Linked DNA regions of Zea mays: region 2 is linked to region 1. Evidence: chromatin contacts called from public Hi-C data. All regions are on one chromosome and are shown on one strand. The core of a region is the stretch at or near the end of the contact, and the rest is flanking DNA. Distances in the headings are between cores, read along the strand shown. Region 1 has its middle 16 kb from the start of LOC103630414. Region 2 overlaps LOC100283598.

Region 1 (7,620 bases), core at 1,354-3,853:
TCCTAACAAACTAGCGGAAATCTTCACAAACAACAGAAGAGTGATTTACACAAACAACAACACAACCCAGACCCACAGTAAGTCTGTCAAAACTCAATTGTTTTTTTTACATGTGCAAGTAATTTATTTGTTCAGATATTTAATGATTTGAGTTTCTGTTTCAGTTAGAGATTTCTAGCATGGCTGACACAAGTAACCATGGATCCCTCATTGATGAATGGTTGCCGACCCTACACCAAGCCCAAAGAACTCTCATGTCATGCTGAATGAAAAATTCAGCTCTCGCTCAATATCTGGTCTTTTTAGTGAACATGGAACCAATAAGCCCAACAATCAATCTGAAAAAGCAGAGAAGTTGTGAATTCTGCTTTTCTTTACAATAAAATGGTATGTGATATTTCCTTAATTGATTTCTTGTGCTCTCAAGATTTATTTGTTACACTGTTATCCAATGTTGAAATAACTCATAATTAGAGCAAGCACTAAAGACTTTCATACTGCAATTTTCAGACATGAATTTGGTACACTATGGAAGAAATTAATTGGTTATGATTTATTTTGTTTAATTGTTATTCACAGTGATTTGATATATGGAAACATTTGCACGATTTTGTCTACGTTTGCATACACCTATTATATTCATACTTCTCACTAACGATGATGAAAATTTGGTCTTCCACCTTTTCCTTTCTAATATTTCTGTCTATAGGGGATATAACAGCTTTAAGCACAATGAGAAATGAGTCCATCATTAGTGAGATCCAAGCCCAGCTAAAGCACAAGAATGTCACAGTGGATGTCAAAGCAAATTCAGACCCTCATGTAAGTTTCTTCTAAATTTGTTCATGTCTTATTCAAGCCTTCTTATGTTAAGGTTCTTGTTTAACTGCCTGGAATTAAATAAATTGTTCTATGCATATGATTGATTTTAGATTAGTCCTATTCAGCTCTCAACTACAGTCACAGTCGAGGAACTTGGTTTACCAGGCTTGAAAAACATAATGGCCATTTCTTATCCACATCAAGCATTTGGGAGGGTATGCTTCTTCACCTTTTCTAGATTGGTTGAATATCTATTTCATTGTAGATCTCAGTGCTGCTATGACCTTGTAAGTTGTTTCTACTAGCCAGTTCATAGTAAATCCTTCAACAAACTGCTGCAGGAGGCTTCCACATGAATGGGGTTGAAGGGACATTTCGAGGCAAGCCTTGTGAGGTCGCTTCAAACCCGAGACTTTAGTGGACAACTCTCCTCACCGCATGAGGTCTGCTAGCATATCTTAAATGTTTTATGTTTTTTTACCTGTTGGGCAGTTAACTTGCATGTTGAAAGCTGTTACCTTCAATGATTTTTTATATTAGCGCATAATGCATGAATTTTGTGGCTTTTTGGTGTGCAAAGTGATTCGATCACTAACACTCCTTCAGGAACGACAAAGGGGACAACCTCACTGCGTCCTACCTCCTACCATTTGGCGAACACAGAGAAGGACACAACTGTTGGTATGGAGGTGACCCGCAACTTCTCAACCAAGGCGAGCATAGTCACCTTTGGGACATGTCATGCACTAGACCCTACCACCACTATGAAGGCGTGCAACTAATTTTTAGAAAAGTGTATTGATTCAAAGTATGTTTAGCTGTAGTTTATATCTTTCTACCTCCTCTTGTAGATAGAGTTAGATTGCATCACATATCTTCTCTTGTATTCCCAAATGCAAAGTAATATTGGTTCCATCTCTATTGGGTAATGGATAGATGATCGGTTTGTGCCATATCTTAAGAAAACAAAATATATGTGAGTTGTGGTGGGGCTTGTGTTTTTGGCTGATCACGTCCCCTCTTTTCTTTTTCTGATCATGTCAATGAATTTATGTGTCAATTTGAATTGTCTTTTTTTTAAAGATCCAATATGTTCTGGTATCTAAAAAAGATTTGTTAGATTGCAAGCATCTGTTGCAAGGTCATTTAGGCCTCAAACAGATTTTTTTTGAGGGAATAAGGCACATCTTAAGATCTGATTGTGTTGTTGATTTCGGTTTCATGCGAGTAGAGATTTTGTGCCGTCGCAACGCACGGGCATATCCCTAGTATATATATATGCTCTAAAGTAGTCATACTACTCTTTTTTTTATTTTTGTTAACTTTCTAGCTCTTGGCCGATCGAGGACCTATCTACATATGCTGTAAAATAGTACAGTCATTACATTGTTGAGCATTATTATCTGAAAAAGGTGTGACGCAAGTGATGAAAGAAACCGACACGAACCGTACTTGCAAATGCCGTGGCAGCTCATCCATGCATACAGGTTGCTATCATACATGAACTGATGAACATAACGGACCTGCAGTCTCCATATCCAGTTCAGATCTCCGACCCGAGCAGTGACTCTCTGACTGTACGCACGACAGAAGACTGAAGACCGGCAGAGATCAGACTATCAGAAATCACTCTTGTTCTCCTGAGTTTTGCTGCGATTGATCCCCCCATCTACACGCGGTTTAGCCTCCACAGTTTTTCTTAGGTCACCATCACCATGACATGCTACGACCTGGGGGGTCATTCGCCGCCGGTGCGAGTACTCTTTCCTCCTGGGTCCAGGTCAATGCCTGCCGCCACGGCCCCGTCAAGACGAGCCAGTGCGCGTGTGCTGATCTGAGGACAGAGGAGAGCAGCCGCGTCACCATCGAGGTCAGACTACTCGTTCCGTGTGCCAGATGCCCAGAGTCGTGCGTTCTATTGGGTCGCCGTAGAAAACTACATTTTAGTTTAAAATGTAGTTTTAATTTATCACAATTTCTATAGTTATAGGCTGTAATTTTATATTTGAGAACGAAAAACTCGTTAGACAAAGTTATAAAAGTAGTGAAATATATTCTATGTTATATAAAAAACAAACAACTATTTCTATAGATAGATAATAACAAACTTTAAATATATTATAGCACAAAACTAACAACAAAACAATTTGTTCGTTTTGATTAAAGCCGGCTATTTTGACTGATGTAATTCATAGAGACAAAAAACATTGTAGAAGTAGTAGAAGCTGAGACGGATTAAAGTCAAGTGAACATGCTAGCTAGTCTATTAGTGCTACTCATCACCGCTAATCATTGAGCTTGCATTCGAGAAAATCCAGTTGCCTCGTACGTGTGCTCATCTCTACTACTTTAAAGTACGAGTTTCTTGCGTGCGTCAAATACAAATGGCTTAGATTTGTTTTCTCTTCCACGCACATGTCTCGTCTAACAATCGGTTCATTACCTCACAGATGGGCCTAAGAAAATATCCAATCCCAATATGGTATGAAGCCACACGTAGCGCCACTCTCATATAGCACCACCTCGCTATAGCTAGCCAGCTAAACGAGTACGAGTGATATCGATCGAGCTAAAAAAAGATAGATATGATTTTCAACCCATACTTTTTTGGCCTTTTGTCTAAGATAAAATACAATATCTGCAGTTAAATATTTGATATACGCGTCATATATCAACTTTAATATTTTTTTTGTAAAGGGTCCACTTTAATCTAAAACTTATTTTTTTATAGAGTGTGCCTATCACACTAGCTTACCAATATACCTCGGGTATCATACACCTATTGCAGTATACCTTCAAATATGATTGATATAACGTTGCAACGCAAGGTATTGCACTAGTTGCACCTTAGCTCGAGCATTCGTAGGCGCACTAGCTTTTCTAGCACAAAGCGACGCACAAACTCAAGCAGAGTTAGTAGTAAACAAATGTTTATTTTCACACAACAAATGGCCGTGTGATATACTACCAATGGGATCCGATAATTAACTGCATACATCATATACTCAAGCTATGTTAGAAGGTGTTTGGTTTATAGAAATAATTTTTAGTTTATCTATTTTATTTTATTTTAGTTCCTAATTTACAAGTAATATTGATTTTGCGTGGAAGGGGTCAAGTCGACCTGCCGCAGCAGCGAGCCAGCGAAGGCTTCTAAATTTAGCCGGGCCAAACAAAACGCACGAGTCCAAGGAGGCTTCAAGCAAAAAGCCTCAAATCCCGGGAAGGCCGCGTCTGCTTCCTGCTACCTTCCTAGTTTTTCTTCGGCACCTCTCTGGCCGGCTGGCCCCCTCTCCCAACACGCCGTCGCCTCCTATATTTAAGCACGCACACCGTCCAAAGCCGGGGGCCTCACGCTATTTTGCGACCGCTAGCTACGCCTCGATCGACCTTCGTCCGTCCTCTCCTCGTCATCGTCTTCGATCCATCATCATCTGGTTCGTCGGCGGACGGCTATGTTCCCGGCCGGGGCGGTGGAGGCGGAGTCTACGGCCGGGTCTTGTACGGTGGCGCCGGCAGACACTGACCAGCTAGACCTGGAAGCCGCGGAGCAGCTCATCCAGCTGAGCGGGGGCGACGGCGACGGTGCCGCCGCCGCCGCCGCCGTCTCGGAGAGCAGGAGCGCGGACAGCGTCAAGTGCCAGAGGAAGGAGAAGGAGGCGGCGGTGGAGAGCCGCAGGAGGAGCGCCGGAAGGATTCCTCCTCCTGCCGCTGGGGGGAAGGATGGCAACCGCGGCAGCGAGTCAGGTGTCAAGGGCGTGGACAGCTCCGCGTGCAGCGCCACGGCGGCCGACGTGGTGGCGGAGGATAATAAGGTTGTAGTGGTGGAAAGCTGTCGGAGGGGCGCTGATCAACGGCTTCCCGCGGGGAAGGATCGCAACGGCGGCTTCGTCCACGGAGAGGCGAGGAAGAGGCCGAGGTTTCGGTCACTGGCAGCCATTTACAGTGACACGGAACCGAGACGGCTTACGGCCGGTGGCGGCGAGCGCCACGCGGATCGTGATCCACATCCACCGGAGGAGGAGGAAGGGGAAAAAAGAGAGGCTCGCCGGGTGATTGCCGTTGATGCCGAGGCGAGCAAGGCGAGACGATCGGTACAATTAGCTCATAGGTCTATGTAAGTTAGGATTTATTTTTTTTTGCAGGTCAAGAATTGCATAGAGGCGTAGATCATATAGCGTAGATAGATGGCACTGGTAGCCATGCCGATGAAGAGCTTTTGTGCTCAACTAGAACAAAATTAAAGAGGATGCATTTAGTCTTGTGGGTGTATAAACTAGAGGTGTATATATGGTGAGATTTTAATTAAAGCTATATAATTTGTGTTTTTTTGGGTGCATTTGCACCCTAAAAACAACCTAGCTCCACGCTTGCTGCGCAAATCAAACGTTCGCCGCCTCGTCAGTCAGGATAGAAGGCATTGTTGGAGGCCTTCGGCTTCCGAAGGTCCTAAAAACATGATTTAACAATGTTTCTGGAGTATAATGCGTGGACAGATATCTTCGGATTCGAATCAGTACCACAGTGGGAGAAGCACAAAAAATACGAAGGTTGATGCAGCGCCGAAGCTGTGAGCAGGAGAGCTTCGGCATGATAGCAGAAAAGGAAACCAACTTAAAGATGAAAAGATCATCTAGACCTCGATGGATTACTATAGAGTTATTTGTGGATGTAAAGGGCATGGGTGTAATTTTACATGGGTTGCGTCTCGTGCCTATAAATAGATGAATAGTGCTCCCGTACTGTTGACGCTGACTTAGCATTTGCCTTTGCGTCACACTTGTACTCTTACCTTCTTTCAAGCCGAAGGTACACTTGTAATTTGATATCATTTCTATTTTTCCTTAGTAATAAAATATAAATGAGATAATGATAATGCATGACTGTTTATATTATCTTTTATTTTCTGCATGATTCTTTCTTCATTATTATATGTCGTGACTTATGAAGGTATGACCTTCATAACCTTCGTCCGATGGTCATTATATCCTAAGGAAAATAATGCTTCGAAGGACGAAGGACTTTAACGTTTAATATTCTCCGTGTTGCCTTGTTCTTGACTCATAGCATTTGAGAACAAGTCCCCAACATTGGCGCCCACCTCCGGTGAACCCTTTTCGACCACCTTCGGCAAGCATCGACCTTCGTCATGACGCCAAAGAAAGCTTCAGCAACAGGGGTTGCCGCTCTGCAGCCGCTGGACCCGAACCAGGAGACCCTTTCTCTTCGGGAGGCCCGAAGCCAGAAGAGGAAGGCCACCAGTCCAACGCCTCAGGAGGATGACTTGGACCAAGAGATCAGGAATATGGAGATGCTTCATCAGCAAGTGCAAAGGAAGAAGGAAAAGATGGCTCGGCTAGCTGACCTGCAAAGGCAGATAGACGAAGCCTCTGAAGAAGTTCGTCATCTTGCTCAAGATGAGCAAAACCGAAGGCCTCAGCACAAAGAGCTTCACCAAGAGAGCTTCGTCAACGAGGATGACTGGTATGAGGATTTCTATCATGGAAATTTTGCCTTTGATGATGCTTCTCCTTTGTCAGCAGAACTGCAGGCTACACCTTGGCCCCCGTCTTACAAACCACCTCAGCTCCCCATGTATGATGGACACTCAGATCCGAAGCAATTCCTGATGAGCTACGAAGCAACCATATCTTCATATGGTGGCAATACTGCAGTCATGGCGAAATCCTTCGTCATGACAGTAAAAAATGTTGCACAAACCTGATACTCCTCTCTTCGGCCAGGAACAATCACATCATGGCAAAAGCTGAAGGACATGCTTATCACCAGTTTCCAAGGGTTTCAGACGAAGCCGATCACTGCTCAAGCTTTGTTCCAGTGCACCCAGGATCACGAAGAATACCTTCAGGTGTATGTCCGAAGGTTCTTACGACTGAGGGCACAGGCGCCAACGGTGCCCAATGAAATTGTCATTGAGGCCATGATTAAGGGGCTTCGGCTAGGACCTACAGCCCAATACTTCGCCAAGAAACCCCCTCAGACCCTGGAGAAACTGCTTCAGAAGATGGATGAATACATCCGCGCTGATAATGACTTTCGACAGAGAAGGGAGGAAGCTTACAAGTTCTCTGAAATGACCAGGGGCTTTGGAGGGAGAGTCCACCCTAGGCACGTCAGATCAATTCATTCCACTCAGAATGACGACAGGGGAAGTCAGCAACAGAGGCCGCAATATTCTTCCCAGGCTTCGGGGCAGCAACAGAGCTATCCTCGGCCCCCAGCTCCAAGGGGCAGAGGCGCCAGGGGCTTCGGAGGAAGGTTTGGGGATCAGCCCAGGAAAATTTATTGCCTATTCTGCGGTGAGGACAAGGGCCATACTACCAGGATGTGCCATGTCACCATCCAGAAACAGAAAGAGATAGCAGAAGCTGCAGCCCAACAGAGCCAGCCGAAGCAAGTTATGCATACTGCTTCATACCACTCACCGTACATTCCAGAGTATGTGGGTAACCATCCTGCAGCTTTTGTTTCTTCGGCAAGCCAACCTCAGGCATCTTGGCAACAGCTTCCACCTCCACCACCAATACAACGAGGCCAGCAGCCAGAAGGGAGCCAGCACACTCATCAGCAACGAAACTTCAGAGAGGAGTCCGAAGCTCGCACAGTCAACAGTACTATGCCAGAGTCGAAGCACATCTACTAGAAGATATCCTACTTCTGAAATAGCTCTTGCATTCGTTATCATTTTTATTTTTTAATAAGGAACAATCATTGAAAGCCTAAGTTTTCCTTGTCGTTTTCAATTTCTTGTAACAGCTTCGTTTTTGCCATAGTGAA
Region 2 (7,620 bases), core at 3,643-6,142, 190 kb after region 1:
CCTGGGGGCTGGGGCTGCAATGCCGCGCGCTAGTGGTGGGCGCACGTACGTACGTAGCTCGTAGCACACGTACGACGACGACGACGCGTCGAGGCTGATTTAAGCAGACGACGGGATGTGTAGATGCAATGCAATGCAGATGCAAACGCAACTGGGGGTCGGTCGATCGCCGGTTGATCGGCATGCAGGAAGGAGGAAAGGACGGATGATGGATTGAGGCGGACTAACCAGCCGTGCTGCCGAATATATATAGACAGAGCTACTACTACTAGCAGGGAGAGATATACTATATAGACGGACGGATATATGTACTGTGTGTTTGTCTCGAAATAGATGGAACATTCTACTTACTGTACGCACGTAAGAAGAGAATGGTGGAAAGAGAGGGGGGGACAACATGTGTTGGGATCGTCATACGTTTCTCGCTCGCCGCCTTGAACAACTGGAAAAATAATAGTGCGCGGTTCAGATTTGGACCGGGTCGCCCGCTGACCGCGCGTTACCTGCTGCATGCATGCACGAGAGCACGCACTTGCCCCCACTGTTCCGTTGGTACGTAGGCGGCGAATGGATTCCCTCTGGACTAGTACGTACCACGCATTGATTATTACTACGTATGGATTAGGGAAAGTGGGCGATCGGAATTATTAGTCGCATCGCACGAGAGAGCTTTGCCAGTTTCGTCGTGCATTCGGGCTGTTATTACGTTTACCCGGATTATCTATTATGAGTACGTACGTAGTCAAAGCGTGATGGCAGCAGTCTCGTCTCCGCCGCCTCCTGTTTAACTTGCGGCCGGATTTGGATACGCGTGCCAAGCGCTGACGAGGCCGTTTCCCTCCGGCGGGTGTGGCGGCGGCGACCACGACGTACGAGATGCGTCATGCATGGTTTCTGAGGGGAACGCACCTGGCTGGCCGGCCGGTGGCCGCCAGTAAGATTCATACGCGCGCGCGCGCGGTCGCAGTTGGCTCGCTCTGGTATCACAACACAACACTGCCTCTGGTGGTGTGCATGCGTCTCTGGGGTGCATTATTTCATTCGAGATAGAGATGAGCACGTGACCGAGATTATTCGTTCCGCTGAGCAGTCCTCATTCCAAAACATTCAAGAAGTTTACTACTAGTTTAGATAGCACAACATCAAAACGCCACGTAATTAATTAATCTGAAGGCTGAAGCTCGTCTAGAAGACAATTAATGCATGCAAAGCGCACGGGGATTGGGAAATTTTGAGGAGGTCAAGTTTGTTAGCTAGAGGAGGCCGCTTGCATATTGAATGCACTGCAAAGTAGCTTCTGCTACTATAGTCGTCCAGTTTGTACGGAGCTACTCTGAAAACTTGAGGACAGGGAGGAAAGCCGATCGAAGGATTAATTTGTCTCCGGAAAGGCTACGCGAGGGTTTGGCCGCGCCCACGGACATTTCATCTCTCGGATCATGCATGATTAGAACGAAAAAACACATGAGAGCTTTCGATGATCCGTCGTCGACGTTTGCGTGCAATATCTAAGCACAAGATTTAGGAATAATTTGGAAACCTTATTTTTCAAAGTGATTTCTATTTTCTCAAAAAAAATTATTTTTCCTTAGAAAAATAGAGTTCACAAACTAGCCCTTATCATAAAAAATGAAGAGATGTCCAATTGTTTTTGCCTTCCATGCACGAACAAGGCAAATTAATAATTAAAGGTAAAGGTAATCGCTACCGAACACAACAGGGTGGTGGCAAAGTTAGCACTTTTCGTCGTATGCATGGAATGGTGGGAGAGGGAGACAAGTAAGCAGGGGCTCTCGCCATTGTTTATTTTCGTTGCATCGCGGCATGCGACACTTCAAACGTCAAAACTGGCAGGTTTTCAGCACCGACAAATAAATAAATATATATAAAAAACGACCATTTACATTCCTTTTTTTTTTTGACAACGCTAGCGGCTAGTCCATATGCTCGAGCGAGCGTGCATTCGTCTCTGACAATGAAATGTCCAAGACTTGCACACACGGCTAAGTCGTCTGAAGTCAACCCGCGCCTTCAAGCTATGAATGGGAAATAGACAATTCTGAGCTGATTAGATTCATTACGATGGAACTCTTCTTTTATGGTAGACGACGTGCGCATCAATAATAATAAGATGTCTATGTTGACTTCATCAAAATCAAAATTTGAGCACAAGATAAGGTACAAGATTTTTTTTTGGTGCAATCACTGCTACAGAAACATCAATCACCCAATAATCACTATTGGTTTTTTGAACTGTTAAGCATATCCACTTCTAGCAATGCTTCAAACTGGTGTCTCAAATTAAAATATAGGGACTCTCTACATACGCAACAAAAACTGCTCCAACGTTATCTTATTTTATAAAATTTGGTCACAAATTATATGACACCCTTTCAATTGCCTCAAATGACACTGTTATATAATCAATATATGTGGGGGCTTTATTGTTGGAGCAGAATATTTTGTTGATACCCTAAATGTAATAAAATTTACTTATTTTAAAATTATAGGCCGTTTTTATAGATCATATTGTTGTAGATGCTCAATGGACAAGCGGTAGTGATTCTGTGCCCATTTTAACTGGCGGTGTACGACCTTTGGTTGCAAATTCGTTCTATACTTCTATATAGCGAAACACCCTATATAGAATGTCATTCCAAAATCCATGGCATTGTCGCGACGACTGTTTTTTTCCCTAAGAAAGTCTGCATATCAGCTAATTCTTCTTTGACTTATATGTACAGATTTCTAAGGTCATGTTTGGTTTCTTTAGGGGGTGTTTGGTTAGAGGGATTAAAGATTAGTCTCTAGTTTTTAGTCACATTTAGTCCCTTTTTTGCCAAACACTAGGACTAAAATATAGACTAAAATGATTTAGTCTTTAGTCTTCACATAGGTGCTAAAAGAGACTAAAAGCCCACATGAATGTATTCTGAGGGCATTTAAGTCTTTGGACAATGTATTTAATGACTTTAGAATCTATTTAGGGTCTGTTTGGTTGGGCTGTGGCTGTGAAAAAAGTTGCTGTGGGCTGTGAGCTGTGGAAAAAGCTGCTGTAGGCTGTAAGCTGTTAAAAAGCTAAAAATTGTTTAGTGAAAATCACTAAAAGTCGTTAAAAATTCTTCGATATATGTTTTCACAATTCCATCCGAAAGCCACTAAAAGCAGATCCAGGGGTGCTTTCAGATTTGCACTGCGAGAAAGTCAGCTTTTAGAAAAAGCTGCTTCCTGAATCCAGCCCTTTGCTTGGCTTTTGGCTTTTAGGGGGGCAAAAGCCAAAGCCAAAAGTCAAACCAAACACACCCTTAGTCCCTATAACCAAACAAGTAGGGACTAAAGTTTAGTCTTAGAACTAAAGTTTAGTTCTAGGACTAATTGAAACCAAACATGGCCTTAGTCTAGGGACTAAAGTTTAGTTAGGGTACTAAAGTTTAGTCCCTAACATGTTTTGTTCTAAGGGCTAAAAATAGTAAAAATATACTAAATGACTCATAGGGTCTGTTTGGTTGGGCTGTGGCTGTGAAAAAAGTTGTTGTGAGCTGTGAGCTGTGAAAAAAGCTGCTGTAGGCTGTAAGCTGTTAAAAACCTAAAAACCGTTTGGTGGAAACCACTAAAAGTCGTTAAATTTTTTTCGATATATGTTTTTACAGTTTCATCTGAAAAGCCACTAAAAGCTGGTCCAGGGGTGCTTTCAAATTTGCACTACGAGAAAGTCGGCTTTTAGAAAAAGCTGCTTCCTAGATCCAGCCCTTTGGTTAGCTTTTGGCTTTTAGGGGGGCAAAAGCAAAAGCCAAAAGTCAAACCAAACACACCCATAATAAGATTAAAATAGTCTTTAACATTCTCTTGCTATTAGTACAAATGTACAATTGAACTAAATGAGGGGTAAATGTGGAATTAATATGATTTAATCCTTTTAGCACATATGTGAAGGACTAAAGACTAAATCATTTTAGTTAATATTTTAGTCCTAGTGTTTGGAAAAAAAAGGGACTAAATGAGACTAAAAACTAGAGACTAATCTTTAGTCCCTCTAACTAAACACCCCCTAAATATGTTATAGAATTACAGGAAAACGTTATGTGTCATGTACTAAACTGGGACGGGTTGTTTGAAAATCATGAATACTACTGCTTTAGATAACGTCCATTTGGATCGTGATATCAACAACGCGGCACCAAATTGTTCAGGGGCCACTGAACTACTCCGTACTATACAAGACAAATACCACGCCGCCACTCTCGTCGCCTACCACGTCACACCGGCAGTACTGCAGTTAAACTCGCTAGCGATCCTTTCATTAGAAGCTTCTAGAACAAATCGATAATTTCATTAGCTACTAGTATTTGATTATTCTTCAGATTCAGAGCAGGGATGTGGAGGCAGAGGCTAATATACCGACGACACGTAATAATAGAATAGATGGTGGCTCTGTCTGAGTCTGAGGCAGCGACAGAGGAGGTCAACCCAACTCGCAGCGCCGCCTCCGGTACAGTACAGGGCTAGAGCTAGCGACAGGTCGACCGTGTATCACGTTCAACGCCAGGCCAGCTCATCGTTCAAACCACATCAGCTACGATGTCAGGTCTCAGATGGACCACAGACGGACGGCATCGACACGTTCGTTCGTCGATGCACGATGCGGAACGCAAGAAACAAAAGAGCCGTCAGGTCAGGTCGGTCAACACGTCAGAGCCGCATGTTTTCCTGCTTTTGCATCGCATTCTCCGACGTGGCAAGATTGGACAACGAAGTGGCACGAGCAAGGTAGTAGCTGTCATGGAATGAATGATCCGCAGTACCAAATAAAGTCTCTCGCTCCAGTCAGCATGAACGACGAAGAAAACGCGTCAGGAATGGTGAAAATTAAAGGAGTGTGGTGTGGCTGGCATGTGGCGGCCGCGCGCAAGGATCTTACGTACGGTAACCTGGAAAGTACATATACACCCTCACAGTCGGGAACCCAGCGTTTGCTTAGCACTGCAATTAGTAGAGCCTGCGTTTTTGTTTGTCTATTGATTAACGGAAGGCAAGGTGAATGGTTCACGTACGTATAATAATAAACCGCTCGAGTGATTCCAACCAATTCCGTTCTACTCCCACTTTGCCATGCAGTCAACGAACAAGAGCAAAGCAACAGATCTGCCCGCCCGACTATACTTACTGCCCCCGCCGGTGGACTTGGTCACTTGGCCGACGACGTACGTGCTTCAGGTCAGCAAGTGGTAGTCACTTTCAGAACATGCTGCAGCTTTGCTTGCCAGAATGATTAAAAGCGCAAGCTTTCCAGCTGCACATGAATCCAATGAAAACAACCAACCAACCATTCATTGCAAGGGCCAAGGATCCTTTTGCTGGCGTGATCGCCGAGTCGGAGGCATTATCGACAGGTTTGCCAACATCAGCGCAGCAGGCTTCAAGCTCCAGTCCCTTCGCAGTAGTCAGAATCCACAAGACCAGCAGAACACCACTAAGCTAGAAACAAGAGCCAATTCTAGAAGCAAACAAACAGTTCTTCGTACGTGCTTGCAACCACATTGCGCGGACGGGCGGATGCTCTGAACTGCTTCAAATGATTGTTCTGGCGTTCACTCAAGATCACGCGGTTTACGAGACCTAACTGCGATCCAGCTTCTCTAGGAAAACGCTTTCCAGAGAAACCCGCACAACCAGAGGACTCGTTGCCTAAATCTAGCAAAACAGCATTAATTAATAATCACTGTGCATAATGACTATACTACCTTAAATAAATGTATGCAGGTGCTGGTTCGGTGTGTTCACACCAGCTGAACAAACGCCATGGTGCCTGCTCACGCGTATTAATTGATGTTACTGCTATTTTGGTTCGTGGCTAATTGTGCTAAACTTTATTTAAAGTTAGTCGTCGTCCGAATTATAGAACTAATCTTAGACAAAAAAAAATTAGAAAAAGTGTGTCAAGTTTGACAACAAACCAAACATAACATTAGTTCTTTTTAGTCACCCTTTTAGTAATTAGAGGACTGAACTTTAGTTCGAGGTTTTAGTAGCCCTATTTACTTCTTTAGGAATTAAAAGTGACTAGTTTAGTCACTTCAGACCAAACGAAGCCGGAGTATGCTTTGACCTTTTAGTACAAATAGAGATTGTGGGAATAAACATAGTTAGAATAAGCTGCAAAAAATGGCTACCCACCTTATTTTGAGGTACGAAAATAAGGCTATCTCGAGCAGATCATGAATGTGGCTACGCATGCGGAAATTGAGTAAAGAAATGGACATCGTTTAGCGTCCAGTAAATCATACGTGCAGTTGCGCAAACTCCACGTCTCCCTGAAACCGTAGAAACTGGTGTTTTATATAGTAGAGATAGTTAAATTAATATTTAAAATTGTACGCCGAGTAAAAATTTGGGGTCATCCCCGACGGGGACGGGTTCGGATGCTTTAAAATTGCATCCACGGTGCTATCACTGGTGAGTTTAGATAAACATCACATGTGCGATCACGAGCAATTTTTTTGCTTCACTCCCTGACAAGGGTTCGGATGCTTTAAAATTGCATCCATTCCTATAAAGAGCTAGGCCAGATGCTTTTTCACATTACGCATTCTCAAAGAAACAGCCCAATAAGAATTGAAGTTGATGAGGATCCTGCATTTGCAATTTACAGGCACACGAACATGCCGGCAACAATGGGGGCAGATTCTCTGACTAAAAATAACTGTCCATACATGACAACTGACAAGGGTCGGTAACAAAAACCCAATCAAGGCAGCCAAAGCCAAAACACCTGGGTGTGTGTCACCACCACCACGAGTCAAATGGCCTCGCTATCCGAACCGCTCGCACATGTTTCCTGGATGCACAGACACAGTTCGCTAGCGAGTCTCTTCTAGAGATGGACGTGCAGCGTCCGCGGCGAACACGCTGCTACGTCCAATCACATCTGACGCGCTCCTCGTAAGCACAGCCGACATGTCCCAGTTCCCGCTTCGCCGGTCCCAGCTCGAGTGCCGCACCCTCACGTCAGTACCCCCGACCGCAGGGATCTGGGACTCCGAGCACGCCACAGCAGGTCTGGCACTGGCCGTGCCTTCCACCTCGCTGCTGCGACTGCGACGGCCTCCCGTTTCTGCATCGACGTCCTCGTAGTTGCGCCGCTGAGAGATCTTCAGAAGATCGGTACCAATTTCAAGATCGTCCTCAACTTTCGGCCGAGGCCCGCCGACCGGTTCCTCATCGACCTCCCTGCCGAAGCTAACCGTTGGAGGCCGCACTTCCTCTTGCGCGTAGGCCCGGAACTTGTGTTTAGAAGGTTTTGTCTTGCTGCAGAAGACTTGTAGAAAGTTATTCAGACATCCTTGGCTATAGATGTTAGGCCTGCTGTCTGATCTGTATCGGAAATTCTCGTACGTGGTCTGCAAAAAATCAGAGCGTCAGAACAGAAAACTGCAGAGTTGCTTCATTCATTATGAAACTAGTATCAAGGTTGGACACATAACCAAGCACTCTATGGATATAGATATAGACTTGTTGCCAAGGTGAGAATGATAGCAGTAAGCCCAGCAAGGTCGACATGCTGATGAATGGCACCACTGGGAGAAGATTTCTATTCTTAATTGCTATGAACTGGAAGGACAA

Evidence for each region. A called contact is a pair of places that touch in the nucleus more often than the background predicts.
Region 2: a Hi-C map of bundle sheath shows a contact between it and region 1, with 5 times the contacts expected there. The contact joins two enhancer-like sites. A contact is called at or near these places in 2 of 25 Hi-C or Micro-C datasets (bundle sheath and root tip).

What each region holds. Positions count from the first base shown.
Region 1 is chr6:161,233,113-161,240,732 of Zm-B73-REFERENCE-NAM-5.0, forward strand. It overlaps a transcript of LOC103630414 not described here. Among protein-coding and RNA genes, the nearest start is that of LOC103630414, 16 kb to the left of the region's middle. Within about 2 kb of position 2,604, at least 14 of the 20 cell types and tissues checked have an H3K27ac peak or open chromatin away from gene starts, as enhancers often do. A contact at or near this core is called in bundle sheath, where this site is marked.
Region 2 is chr6:161,423,964-161,431,583 of Zm-B73-REFERENCE-NAM-5.0, forward strand. It overlaps LOC100283598, which reads right to left. Exons shown (of 5, transcript NM_001371952.1): 5 at 6,589-7,397. The coding sequence ends at 6,858. Among protein-coding and RNA genes, the nearest start is that of LOC103630419, 6.5 kb to the left of the region's middle. Within about 2 kb of position 4,893, at least 19 of the 20 cell types and tissues checked have an H3K27ac peak or open chromatin away from gene starts, as enhancers often do. A contact at or near this core is called in bundle sheath, where this site is marked.